Linked DNA regions of Gossypium arboreum: region 1 is linked to region 2. Evidence: chromatin contacts called from public Hi-C data. All regions are on one chromosome and are shown on one strand. The core of a region is the stretch at or near the end of the contact, and the rest is flanking DNA. Distances in the headings are between cores, read along the strand shown.

Evidence for each region. Hi-C and Micro-C count contacts between places; a contact is called where the count stands out from the background.
Region 1: a Hi-C map of leaf shows a contact between it and region 2, with 6 times the contacts expected there. The contact joins the promoter of LOC108461427 here to the promoter of LOC108473474 in region 2. A contact is called at or near these places in 3 of 5 Hi-C or Micro-C datasets (all in leaf).

The regions. Positions count from the first base shown.
Region 1 is chr1:27,904,894-27,911,480 of ASM2569848v2, reverse strand. It overlaps LOC108461427 (60S ribosomal protein L9-like), which reads left to right and starts at 3,835. Exons shown (of 3, transcript XM_017761269.2): 1 at 3,835-4,304; 2 at 4,781-4,903; 3 at 5,003-5,243. The coding sequence starts at 3,930. The coding sequence ends at 5,089.
Region 2 is chr1:27,506,534-27,513,290 of ASM2569848v2, reverse strand. LOC108473474 (probable methyltransferase PMT18) reads left to right here and starts at 4,082. Exons shown (of 7, transcript XM_017775047.2): 1 at 4,082-4,560; 2 at 4,987-5,052; 3 at 5,892-6,617. The coding sequence starts at 5,922.

The DNA of each region.
Region 1 (6,587 bases), core at 2,586-5,085, 400 kb before region 2:
CGAAACAAACTCACATTTGAGATATTCTTATTTTTTATTGTTTAATTGAATTTATTTTTATTTATAATTTTATATTTTATATTGTTTTTGCATATATTAAAAATATTATGTTAAATTCAAATTCATTACAACGTCATTTTTAATTACATGAGTACTAAGTGAGTATTTTTATTTAAAAATGTGACAACAACAAAATTGACAAAAAAATTAACGATGTGAATAATTGGACTTGATTTTCAAATTTGAAAAGTAAAGGGACTAAATTCTTGAAAATAAAAGTATAAAGAAAAATTATAAATCTATGAAGTGTACATAAACTTATGACATATTTTAACTTTTATACTACAAAACATTTATTATTAATATATTTATAATTGTAATAAATATATATTATTAAAATATTAAAATTAAATATTTTCAATAATATGTGAATAATATTATTTAAAATTTATTATTAAAATAAAATTAAAATATTAAATAATTTATTAAAATAATAATTTATATTTATTATATGACTAAATATAAATAATTAAATATGTATGTTTAATAATATTAAAAATATAATATTTTAAATATTTTAAAAAATAAAATTTATTATCAATATAATAATATTAAGTTTGATTTAAGTTAATTTTATATAAAAATAAAATTATCTATAGAGAAAATCTTTTCCGGAAAATAACTTACTTTTTTCAAAATGACAAATCATTTTACAGGAAAAATAGCTTATTTTATCTTGACCTATAAGTCATTTTCCGTTGACCAAGCTGTTTTCTATGAAACAAATACAGAAAAATGCAGAAAGCATTTTCCATAAAATATTTTACATGTAAATAAATGAACCCTAAATTCAATTTATCGTTTTCCTATCAAAATAAATTATTTATAGTTTAAACAATTACATTCTTTTATTTAATGGTTCCATAAATTTATGATTATCGAAACAAATATAGATTCGAGTAATTGTGGGGTTCTCCTACAACAATTTTTTCTTCATTTCTATCAAGGTAGGATTTCTTCATTTGTCTATCCTGCAATCAGGTTCGATCTAAAAAAAAAAAAAAAAAACCAGCTAGGTTTAGGGTTTTCACAAGCTAGTTCGAGTAATTGGCGCCTAATTACGATAGGAAATCGATTAAAAATTTACTTGGTATAGGAGGCGCTTCAACGTAGTCCACAACATGTAACTCAAGATGAGATTCTTTCACATGCTAGAGTTTACATACTCTAGTTAATAAAATCTAAAAAAAAAAATTAATAAAACAATTCATTATTTATCTCCCATTAAATTAATTCTCAATCAATCATATAAATGGAGATCAAAGGAGATTAAAGAATTTGATATATTTATAAAAAGCTATGTAAGTCATCAAAATAAAAAAAATAATGAATAAATGATTACCTTATAATTTTATAATTGTACGTATGATACCAAATAACACGTATCTCTTTTATTCAACTTTTATTCTTATTAAAAAGAAAAACATAAGCAAATGCTATAAAATATATGACAATATAAATGTTTATATCTAAAAAAATTAAGAGAATTAATAATTGTGACCATATAACTTATTCGAAGAATTATATTACATTATATTAATTAATTTTTTGTAGCTTTGTTGGATGTACCAAGATCCAAAGATTTCTGGCATACTACTAGTGGATGTAAGTATGCATAACCAAGTTTTTAACATGTGCACACTACTTATATGCTTATCCGTCATTTATTAGAATCAAAGTGATTATATTTTATTTGCATAATCAAAGAAATTCTATTAGATCTAACCAACTTCAATACCTATCTTATTTTTTATTTGCATTTTAAGAAAGAGTGCAATTAGATAATTATTCCTGATGAGAATGTTAACATCCAACCAATTGTGCTTTGATCAATAATGGTAATTTTGCACCATTTAACCTTATTACAATTGGTTTAAGGCCCACGATGAACCACATTTATATTAGTCAGGAGAGCATCATCAACTTCTGAAAAATGGGTATTATTAAGTCGTTGGAAGAGGAATATGCAAGCGTGTGTTGAACCTGACGAAGTCGTCCAACCTGACAGGCGAAGTATCCACTGCCTTGTGGCTGAGCCACTCAAGCTGCCCAATCGCCCAAAGCTACTGAACCTGTCCAAGTTGTTGAACCTATGCAACCGGACAAACATGTCAATCTTCCAAATGAGAAATCTGGCTTTAATATACTAGATCAATCGAACTTGTTAACTACTAGGAGTTGAGAGACCCTATAAGCAATTGGCTAATATGCAAGAGTTGAGGTTTGGTGGCGAATTTTAGAATCCGAGGTGAGTCGAGAGATCGTGAGTATCTAAAGTTAACAATGGATAATTCCTGATCAATTTGACTAAGCCTAATCATTAGTTTCTAATTAAACTAATCAACCACTACATTTTACACTTGAGAGGAAAGTTTTTAATTGAGATTGTTTTAGTTCAGTAGTTTAAACAATTTTGCTTTGTTTTTTAGTAATTAGAATAAAATTCCTTTAAGTCGGTCTGTTCATAATCATGAATTTAATTAGATTAGTAATTTAGGTTAATAATTATAAGTATTCAAAACCTAAATTTGAAGTAAATTATTTTCTTTTGGATTTGATTATTAGAATACTTTCATCCAAGTATCTATTGTATTATAACTTAACAACAACTGCACACCTGCAGCTTCAAATGACAATAAATTTAAATAGTACTTTAAGACACACTCAATAATTATTAGGCTCTTTGCATGTGCCAAATAATATTTTCTTTAGAAAGAGGCTAGGCATATATTATATCTTAGGTTGGATGCGCAAAGAAACCTATAAGGCAAAAAGAAATCCACAAGGAAGTTTATGCTTTGAAATGTTGTCTAATGCTTAAATAAGAAGAGGTAACAAAAAAAAAAAAAAATGAAAAAATGAGTTTTTTTTTTTTTTTTTTCAGAACAAGTGAATAACGGTAAGACCAAGGGCAAAACTAGAAAATTACTTTGGGACAAAGATAAATCATAATTTTTTTAGGAGAGAGGAAGTGAAGAGAAAATTTATTATTATACTAATTTGTAATTATTAAAATTTTGAACGCATCATAAGAAAATTTCACCATTGGCTATCGCCTTCCCCTGTCTACACATTGGGTAAGGTTGGAAAAGATAGCCTTTAGCTACTCTAAGGCTACTAATTACATGAAAATTGCACGGGCCAAATTATCCCTTGCACACTTAAATTATTATACATTTTGGTCATTATTCACAATTATTATTATTATTTTTAAATAATCTCATTATAGGTTCTGATCAAATCTACTTAACACAATACTTAAAATTACTTATAGTTCCTCCCTAATCCATAAACAAGATAATATTCCGTTTTAGTACACTCAAACACATGTCCTCTTGTATAGACAATAATATTCATTACAATCGAATTAAGATTCAATCGATTAGTCATTATTCATAATTAAAAATTTAATAAAATGAAATAATAAATTACATATAATTAAAATAAGCAAATAACTACAAAAAGGAGTACAAATATGCAAGTGTTTGAAGAAATTCTTAAATAGTTATTACTTGTTATTGAGATTAATAGAATAGTAAATTTTGGTTTAGACAATTTGTTGATTAAAAAAAAAGAGCAACTAACAATAAAGTAAGGTGAATTAATTAACTTTTGATAAATACACAAGTTTACATTAATTCAATTTATTGCTTATTATCTCGAAAAATAAGCTTTTTAATTGGGCCGGACTCTCACAGCAATCTATTTTTCTCCTCTATTTTCTGCTCTTAACCCTAAAGCCGGCCCAAAACTGAATCCTTATACTAATAAATTATATAACATTACAGCCTTTAAGTTATAGGGTTTTTACACTCTACTTAGTCCCTCCATCGAAGCCGCACCGAGGAAGGAAGCAGAAGGCAAGCAAAATGAAGACCATTCTTTCTTCAGAGACAATGGACATCCCTGATGGGGTTGATATTAAGGTGAAGGCCAAGATGATCGAGGTTGAAGGTCCCAGGGGTAAGCTCATCCGTAACTTCAAGCACCTCAACCTCGATTTTCATCTCATCAAGGACGAGGAGAGCGGCAAACGCAAGCTCAGGATCGAGGCTTGGTTTGGCTCTAGAAAGACTAGCGCCGCCATCCGTACTACTCTCAGCCACGTTGAGAATCTCATCACCGGCGTCACCAAGGGCTACCGTTACAAGATGAGGTTTGTTTATGCTCATTTTCCCATCAACGCCTCCATCACTAACGGCAACAAGTCCATCGAGATCCGTAATTTCCTTGGCGAGAAGAAGGTCTTCTCTCTCTCTCTCTCTCTCTCTCTCTCTCTCCGTTCTTTTAATCTCTTATTGAATCGAAATCACATTGACACTGTTGATTTAATTCCCTTTATTTGTTTTTTTTTGTTTGAATAAGGCATTTATTATTGTTTTTATCATATATTAGGGCTTTTTTTTGTTTCATTTTCTTTTTGGCCTATTCAAGCGTACGATGCTGTTGAAATGCTACATTAAGAGCATACGTTGATTCATATATTTTGTTTGTTTAATGTCAACACCCTTAGGACTTGACAACCTAAAATTCTTATATTTTCTGGAGTTCTGGTTGCATTGACTGATGTAGAGAAATGGGCAGGCATTGTTTTTACATCTTGAACCAAATTGTTCATGTTTTAGGGTTCAAGTAACCAAATATGAAACATGTTCAAGAGTTTGATAAGTTCCTTGTATTCCAATGACATTATGTTAACGTTTGCACCGGTGAACATTAGGTGCGAAAGGTGGATATGTTGGAAGGGGTATCCATTGTTCGATCAGAGAAGGTTAAAGACGAGATCGTGTTGGATGGTAACGATATCGAACTTGTGTCACGCTCGGCAGCTTTGATAAACCAGGTAGGCCCTCTGTCGATCCCTTTTAAACACTGAGATTGAAGCTGGAGATGATTGATATTTGGTATTTATCTTGATGAATGTGAATTTTGATTGGAACAGAAATGCCATGTGAAGAACAAGGATATTAGAAAGTTCCTTGATGGTATCTATGTTAGCGAGAAGGGCAGGATCGCTGAAGAAGAATGATTGGTACGGTATCTCTTGTTTCATAGTGTTATAATGCTCTGCTTTGGTTTTCAGACTTTAGATTATAAGGATGTTATCTTATATTTGTTTCATCTTTATGTTTTGCGACATTGAGCTCCTTTCATCAATGACTTGGAATGCAATTTTTCGGCAACCCTTTTGCTGCAATTTAAGAAGGCATGAAAGCCTTTGGTTTAAAGACTTGATTATCATCCAAATTATTGAAAATAAGATAAGATACGATATATTTAAGCATTTTAGGATATATTCTGAAAAAGAATGCTACCATAAACAAATATTTTTTTAAGAAGCCTTACTTGTAATATTTAAAGTTCAAATATGATAATTTGACAATTTTAACCTTATATTTTCAAATAAGAAGTTTCATTCGCATGCAAGATAAAATAAGGGGTCGAAAGAGCAAACAAACATATCAAGAAGAAATCGAGCGTCGGTAGCACTGTCACCAGTAGAAACTGGTGTCCTGTAGAAAGTGGGAGGAGGGTCAGGTGAGAAGCGGTGCGTCGGCAGTCACACCAACCCATGGCTGAAAAAGGATGACAAAAGATAAAAAAAAAAAAAGCAGCCCAAGGAGAGGGGGAGACAGGCTACTGATTCTAAAGCCATCACTCAACTAATCATGGAGGGAACAGTTGGTATTAAATATTCAGAAGAGTTATTAAATAATTTTTATATATTTTCAATGGGTATACTATGGTAGAGGTTAACCGATTATAGTTTTTTTCTTTTTATAATTAATTTTAAAAGTTATAAAATAATCATTTGACTATTAATAGATTTATTTATTTTGTCATTTAACTATAAAAGTTATAAAATAATTATCTAACTATTTAATTTTTGTCTTTTATGGTCATCAGTTGACCTATGTAGAAATAAAATTACCCAAAAATCCAAGATAGACCTACGTAGAAATAAAAATATCTAAAAATCCAATATAAAAAAAAAAGACAATTGAATATTTGAATAATCATTTTGTAATTTTTTATAGTTGGGTAACAAAAATAGAAAATTACTAACAGTTGAATGACAATTGTAAATTTTCATAGTTGGTTAACTACAAAAGTAGTTTAGCCATTTTTAACTTACTCTAAGCCTTCAAACCATGGTAGTCGGTACCGTACCAAATAATACGTACCATTCCGATCTTAAACCGAGCCAAGTTTTATATGTTATGTTTTGGTTAAATTTTTGATGTGTTTCAATCAATATTGACTTGTACCAACTTGTACTGGTTGGTACAATATTTTGATATTTTAAACCAACTTTTAAATTTTATTCCTAACCATTTTAATTTTTCTACAATTATAGTTAGTAAATAAAATTATTGAACCTAATTATTAATTTTAAAACATATATTTACATATAAATATATTTATATGTATGTGATTAAGATATATTTGTATGTATATGTAATATATAATTTATTTATTTTACCAAAATAATATATTGTTTATTAAGAAACTAAAATAAGACTATA
Region 2 (6,757 bases), core at 2,833-5,332:
TCAGTCACACTATCCCTAAAGCATTTGGTATAGCTAGTTTTATAATTTTGATTATGGCATGTATAGAAACTAGTCTTTTTGTAATGGTCACATCGTTTCGGGCCAAACAAGTGGCTTGTTATAGCTATTGAATCATTTTGTATAATGCCATAGATGGTGGGTAATATTGGTTATTGATAAATGCAAATGATGATATTCTTTTGGGAATGAGTAAATTGAATGATTTTGCATGCTGTTGAGTTGTTTGTGAATAAATAGAGTTACCCTAATGTGTATAATGTTAGGTTGGGGGCTACTTTAGCCATGTAGTAGTATATGAAATTGGTTTGTCTTGGTGTGGTATGAATTAATAGAAGTAAAGGTGACAAAAAGGCTTGGTAGATAGCCTTATTCTTGTCCACACGGGTAGACACACGGGTGTGTGTCTAGGCCGTGTGTCTAGGCCGTGTGCGACACACGGTCATCCCCATCGGCGTGTTGTCCGATTGTGTGTCCCCTGCACTTCAAATTTGCAAGTCAGTATGCATGGTAGAAAACACACGGGCAGAGACACGGTCGTGTGTCTCGACCGTGTGTAGGACACAACCTCTGGCCACGGGCATATGCCTTGGCCATGTGCCCCTAGTTCATTGCTGATGTCAGAAACAGAATGTCAAGGTTTTTACACACGGGCTATGACACGGGCGTGTCATGGCCATGTGAGGGACATAAGCTATAGACACAGGTGTGTGTCTGGCCGTGTGAAAACCCCTGTAGGTTCGAATTAGAAAATAAATCTACACGGGTATGAGACACGAGCGTGTCCCTATTTTGCTTAGGCCGTATGAGTCACACGGGCCTTCAACACGACCGTGTCGAACTGACCACATGGGCGTGTGCCCTTGTTTCAAATAGTATTTTTCAAAGTTTCCAAAAATGTTCAGACTATCCCCGAGCCGTTTTCACAGTGAGAGTTGGGCCTCGTAGACCCATGTCAAGGTCTTATAGATAATTATTGAAAAGTTTTAAATTTGATCGAGTTTTTATGATTTGGTTATGCTTACATGCTTGTGTTTAAGTCGAGTAATGCCTCATACCCTGTCCCGTCCTCGGACTCGGGTAAGGGGTGTTACAAATAGTGTTTGTTGAACCCTATTGTAGGGTTATATTTCCTTGGAACTCATTAAGTTCTTATGAACTTACTTAGTTTCTTTCTTTTTATTTTCAGGCTCTTAGGTTAGACGTATCATTGCAAGGAATCATCTAGATTTGCAGCCTATTTGTGAGCCATCTCTTGTTTTGGTGTAACATGAAATCGCTGGGGTACTTGAATGTCTATTAGTTGCTGCTAGTCTAGTGGTTTTATTTTGTGACGCTCCATACCCGAATTCGATGACCGAGTATGGTGTGTTACATAACTCATTAAAGGGGTGGCCTTGTTATGGAAGCAAAAATTGATCGTTTCCTCATTGTTTGGAGGGTATTTATAGGAGAGGTCATCTTGTCTTATAGTGTGATGTGGTAGGTCTTTACAATGGATAGTGGACATACTAGCATAGTGTATATGAGGTGCAAATGTAATGGTATTAGATAGTACAGGTTATTGTTATTCCCTGGTAGAGCTCACTCATCATTAGATGAGTGTTCATACTTGGTTAAGTGCTTTGCACTTAAAAAACAAGTGTCTGATGAGGTAACGCATTGAGCTAGTGGCCTTGTCATGGAAGCGAGTGATCAAGGCCACTCTTAAGGAAGAGCAAGTAGTCTTTTCATGGGAAGACAACTGGGTAAAAGAAGGACTTGGTGACAGGAGGTAGAAAAGCAGATTCTGATAACTTATTATGCTGACATGTGTCTAAGCTCTGGGATTGTATAAAAGGTAGTAATCTGGGATTGTATAAAAGGGGGTAAAATTTTACTTTTGAGACAAAATTTTCTAATTTTTATTTATTTATTTCATTATTTTCTAACAATTGAATCATAATATTAATTTAAATTTAAATTTATTTTAAATACTATTAATTACATATTAAATATTTAAAATTATTTTGAAATTTAATCATATAAAAATTTTGAGATAAATATTTTATTTTTTATTCAAAATATATGAATTAGTATTATTTAGAAACAGATAAGTTAAATTACATACTATTTATTGACAATAAACTAACTTTTTAATATTAATAAACATCACTAAAAATATTTTTTATAGAAAATATCGTTAAAAATATAAAATTAATAAAATTTGTGTTTTATTTGAAAAAATAGTTGAAATTTATTAACATATTACTAACAAAATACTCATTACTACTAACAAAGTACTCGATGTAACTTTTTTAAAGTTTTAATGGGAGTTGTATCCAACGCTACATTCTTGATAGTCTCGATGTTAGCAATTAACCCCACCTTATATCTGTAGTGTTGGCATATAGACATTACTTTTTCCTCCAGGTCGATGGATGATAATGGTGTTAAATTAAGTGAAATAAGGGATTTGCATAGCCAATAATTCCAGTGAGACTGAAGTTTCATGACGAATTAGAAAAGGCTCATTTTTAGAGAAAAAGCCATGTCTATCGTTAACTTTTTCCCCCTCTTCTAGTTTCTGGAAATAGATTTTTCTTGTCAAAGTAAGCCTTACCCAACATTTCTTTGACATTTACAAATGTTATGGATGAGTACAGGGGAGCATTTTTTATTATTATTTAGAAATCCTGTCAGGACCAACTATCATGGGTGGTCAACATATGTTTGTGTGTATATATATATATGCGCAAATTTAACTGAGAAGAATATGACTTGTTCAAAAACAAATACTGCCCAATTTATTCTTAAATGGCTTATTCTCTTGGAAAGCATACTTTGTGGAGGAATGGTTTAAGATGCTATTAAACTTATCACCGTGGGAATCAAATACTCAGTCTGAAATTCAAAGTGGTGGCGACCAAAAGGAAGAGCTGATAAATTTCTCAGAAAATTCAAGAGCCTTGAAGTAAAAGTATTAAGGAAAATTTTATACTAAAAAGTTGGATTAAAATTTACTTTTCTACTAAAAATAATTGGACAAATTAACTATGATATATTAGATTAAATAGTAATTTAATTCTTTTATTAGAATTTTTATTTATTTTACTCTTAAAATTAGTATAATTGATAAAATAATTAAATATTTACATGTCACATATCACAAATACCTTATGCTAAGGTATAAAAATAGATAACATTTTTAATATAAAAAATAATTTTTGCTAACTTATAAATTAATTTATCATTTTTAATAAAAACACAAAATGCAATTTCACTCAATTCCAAGATACCGGCCAATTGTATTTCTTATAATTCCATAATCAACCATTGGCTAAATTTTGGATTCCTTCAATGGAATTTGGAAACCCCCTTCCCACAAATCATGAAATGGGATTACATAAATTTATTGAATAAACTGCACACAATAGTCAAAGGGTCTCTGACTCTGATCAGAGTAATTTATTTCTGATGCATGCATCAGAGCCTAATAATCTAAGGCCCTGAATTCAGTGTGCAACTGTTGATGGAAATGACCAAGGTTAATAATGAACAATGAGTTGTAGTGGCTAGGAATGGGGAAGGGGAACAATGAGTCCAGTAAATTGCTGATGGGGTCCAACGGAGAAAAAGGCCATATCAAACAGCTACAATGCTTTGTTATTTGGATTAGGATTAGGGTTATTTAGATGATCTCAATTTTAAGACAAAAGCAAGTCATTGGATACCTTTTGTTTCCCTGTATACATGGGAGTGTGTGCATTGAGAGACAAAAATCACGAAAGCATACTGTAGATTAAAAGAGAAATAAGGTAAGCAGCAATCTCAATGCCATTATGCTAAATGGCAAAGGGTTTGAGCCTTTTACAACAGCAGAATCATTACTACTAATTAGTGTTATATATACAAGAGCCTAAACAACAACGTACGGTATCTACTGACCCTCCCCCATCTCCCCTATCAAAAAAATCAGGGCTCCACCTGCCCACTACGCCCTGCCTACCAACCTCCTTTGTTCTTTTCCACGATTATGACACATTTTAAAAAAAAAATTAAAACAATAATATGTGAAAAATTTATAGATATATATGATCAAAAGATAAATTATCAAAGGGATCTTTCTGATTTTTATTAGTTCATCATACGAATAATATGGAATATCCAAATTTCTTTTGGTGAAATGGGCTGATTTTATTTATGTATATGGACGAAATCATCTTTAGTTCTTTACGTAGACGAGTGTAATCATCAATCAACATGTTTTCTTTTAATATTTGTCAAAAGGGTCCAGCAAAAAAGTTCCATGCTTGATTACAGTTTGTGTATGTTTGGTGGGGTCTTTTTTTTTTCTTGTGAAGTTGAAGAACAAAAACAAATCCCTTACCCCACTTCACTATATATTTTTTCCAAAACCAAAGGGTTTCTTCATTTTTCTTATTTTATGTTGAAATTTGTGGACAAATGAATATGGCAAGTGAACTGCAGATGTCAAGAAATGGAAATGAGAGCTGCTGCTAGCTCAAAAATCTTCTACTTCCCTTTTTTGTCCTTTTAAAAGTTAGATCTCTCATCTCTCTCTTCCTTTCTGTCTTTAACTTCATTTTTGGTTTAAAATATCTGTCCTTTTTTTTTTTATGAACAAAGAAAACTCATCCACCACAAGGTTTAGGGAAGTACGTTAAGACATGTTATCCAGTCTTCTTCTTATTTTTCAGTAATATTCTTTTTATTTCCAAAGGAAAAACAATGGAATTCTAAGTCCTGTAAGTGAGGGAGGTTTTATATCTTATTTTTGTTGGTAACTTATTATTATATTCTTCTTTTTGATGCACCAATGTGGACTGCTTTTTCTTATCTACTTCATTGGTCTTCTTTCTTCTTAGTTTATTTCCTTTCCCTTTTTTTTTTCATATTTATTTATGTATTTATATGTATAGCCCCATTTAAACAAAGTTCAGTGCACTGCACCCCTTTCTTTTACAGGAACCAACATATTTGGATTTTTGAGTTGCTGAAAGTCTCAGGGAAGAACAAGTTTACCTTCTTCAGGTACTTTCTTTTTTTTTCTTTTTCTTTTTCTTTTTTAGGTACGAAAGTTCTCATTTTTTTTTCCTCAAAATAAAAGGAACAAAACTGTTTTTTGCTGCTGCCATGTGTGGTTCATGCTGAAAATAGTCCAAAGTTGTGAAAAATGAAAGAGATAACCACAGATTCAAGGTTCTGCTAAGTTCTCTTTCCTTTAACAAGTTTGCTAGTTTCTAAAAAGACTCCTTTTCTCCTTGATTTTCTTTTTTTCTTTTTTCTTTTTTCTTGCTTTGGGTTTGATGTTGTGTTCTGTTGGGCACTTGGGGCTATTAGATATGTTCTGATTAACCGTTTTCTAAGGGCTTTGAGATGCTTGCTTTTAACTTCATTTCTTTCTCAAGTTCTATTTTTGGTACAAATGAAAATATTGGGGCTTGGTTTTCTCTTAAGAAGCTTCAGTCTTATTCTTTCCTTTGTTTCTTCTGTTTCTTCTCCTAATTCCTGTTAATTAGCTTGGCTTTAGAATCTTTACTTAACTATGTTCTATTCAATCTAGTTTATGAATCTTTGCTTTTACCTGCAAGAATGCTGCAATTATATCTGTAGTTTACTTATGAATGAATCACTTGTTTCCTTATTTCTTTGGACACAATGTGCCCATATTTTTTGTCAAATTGACGTTCTTGTTTTTTCTTATATAGAAATAATTGAATATTGCAATGCATTCTTAGAATCCCACCTTGCAATTACTTGTGTTGTCTTTCAACTTTTATGTGCAAGAGAAGTTAAGATTAGTTTTCAGTTCTGCTGCAATGTTTCAATTCTAATGTTTTCCTCTTCACATTTGCTTTGTTGTATATCAGATTGTGATGAGATAATTGCCTTTGATCCTGATGGCCAAAGAGTACAGTGGATCACCAAAGCATCATCATCGACTCGAAGTGCAGAGGAACCGCCTCACTTGGATTCTAGGGGTTAGTTTCCTCTGCATATTGTTTTATATGTTGGGAGCTTGGCAGCGTTCTTCTACCCCCACCACTACTCAATTTAGTGCATACAATAAAGGTGGCTGTGATAGTCATGTTACTACATCCGACAACGGCAATGCCGCAGTTGGTCATCCATCATCAACCAACTTGGACTTTGCAAGCCATCATCAAGTTGTGCTTAACAGTTCTAAAACAGTCAATCAGTTCCCATCATGTGATATGTCATTCAGTGAGTACACCCCCTGTCAAGATAAAGTGAGAGGAAGGAAATTCGATCGTAACATGTTGAAATACAGAGAGCGGCATTGTCCCGCGAAGGAAGAACTTCTCCGTTGTCTTATACCTGCTCCTCCACAATATAAGACCCCTTTCAAGTGGCCTCAGAGCCGAGATTATGCCTGGTACAGCAATATCCCCCACAGAGAACTCAGCATTGAGAAGGCTATTCAGAATTGGATTCAATTAGAGGGTAATCGTTTTAGATTCCCTGGGGGAGGTACCATGTTCCCTCGGGGAGCTGATGCATATATCGATGATATTGGCAGGCTCATTCCTCTTACCGATGGAACTATTAGAACAGCAATTGATACTGGCTGTGGGGTAAGTAACGAATATCCTTTTCAATTTACTTGCATCTTTTCCCATGCTTCGTAATTTGTTGCTGTCTATTTTGGGCTATAAATCTTTTACAATCATCAATTGCTTTCGACTCCTGTTCTATTACGAAGTCCATATCCACT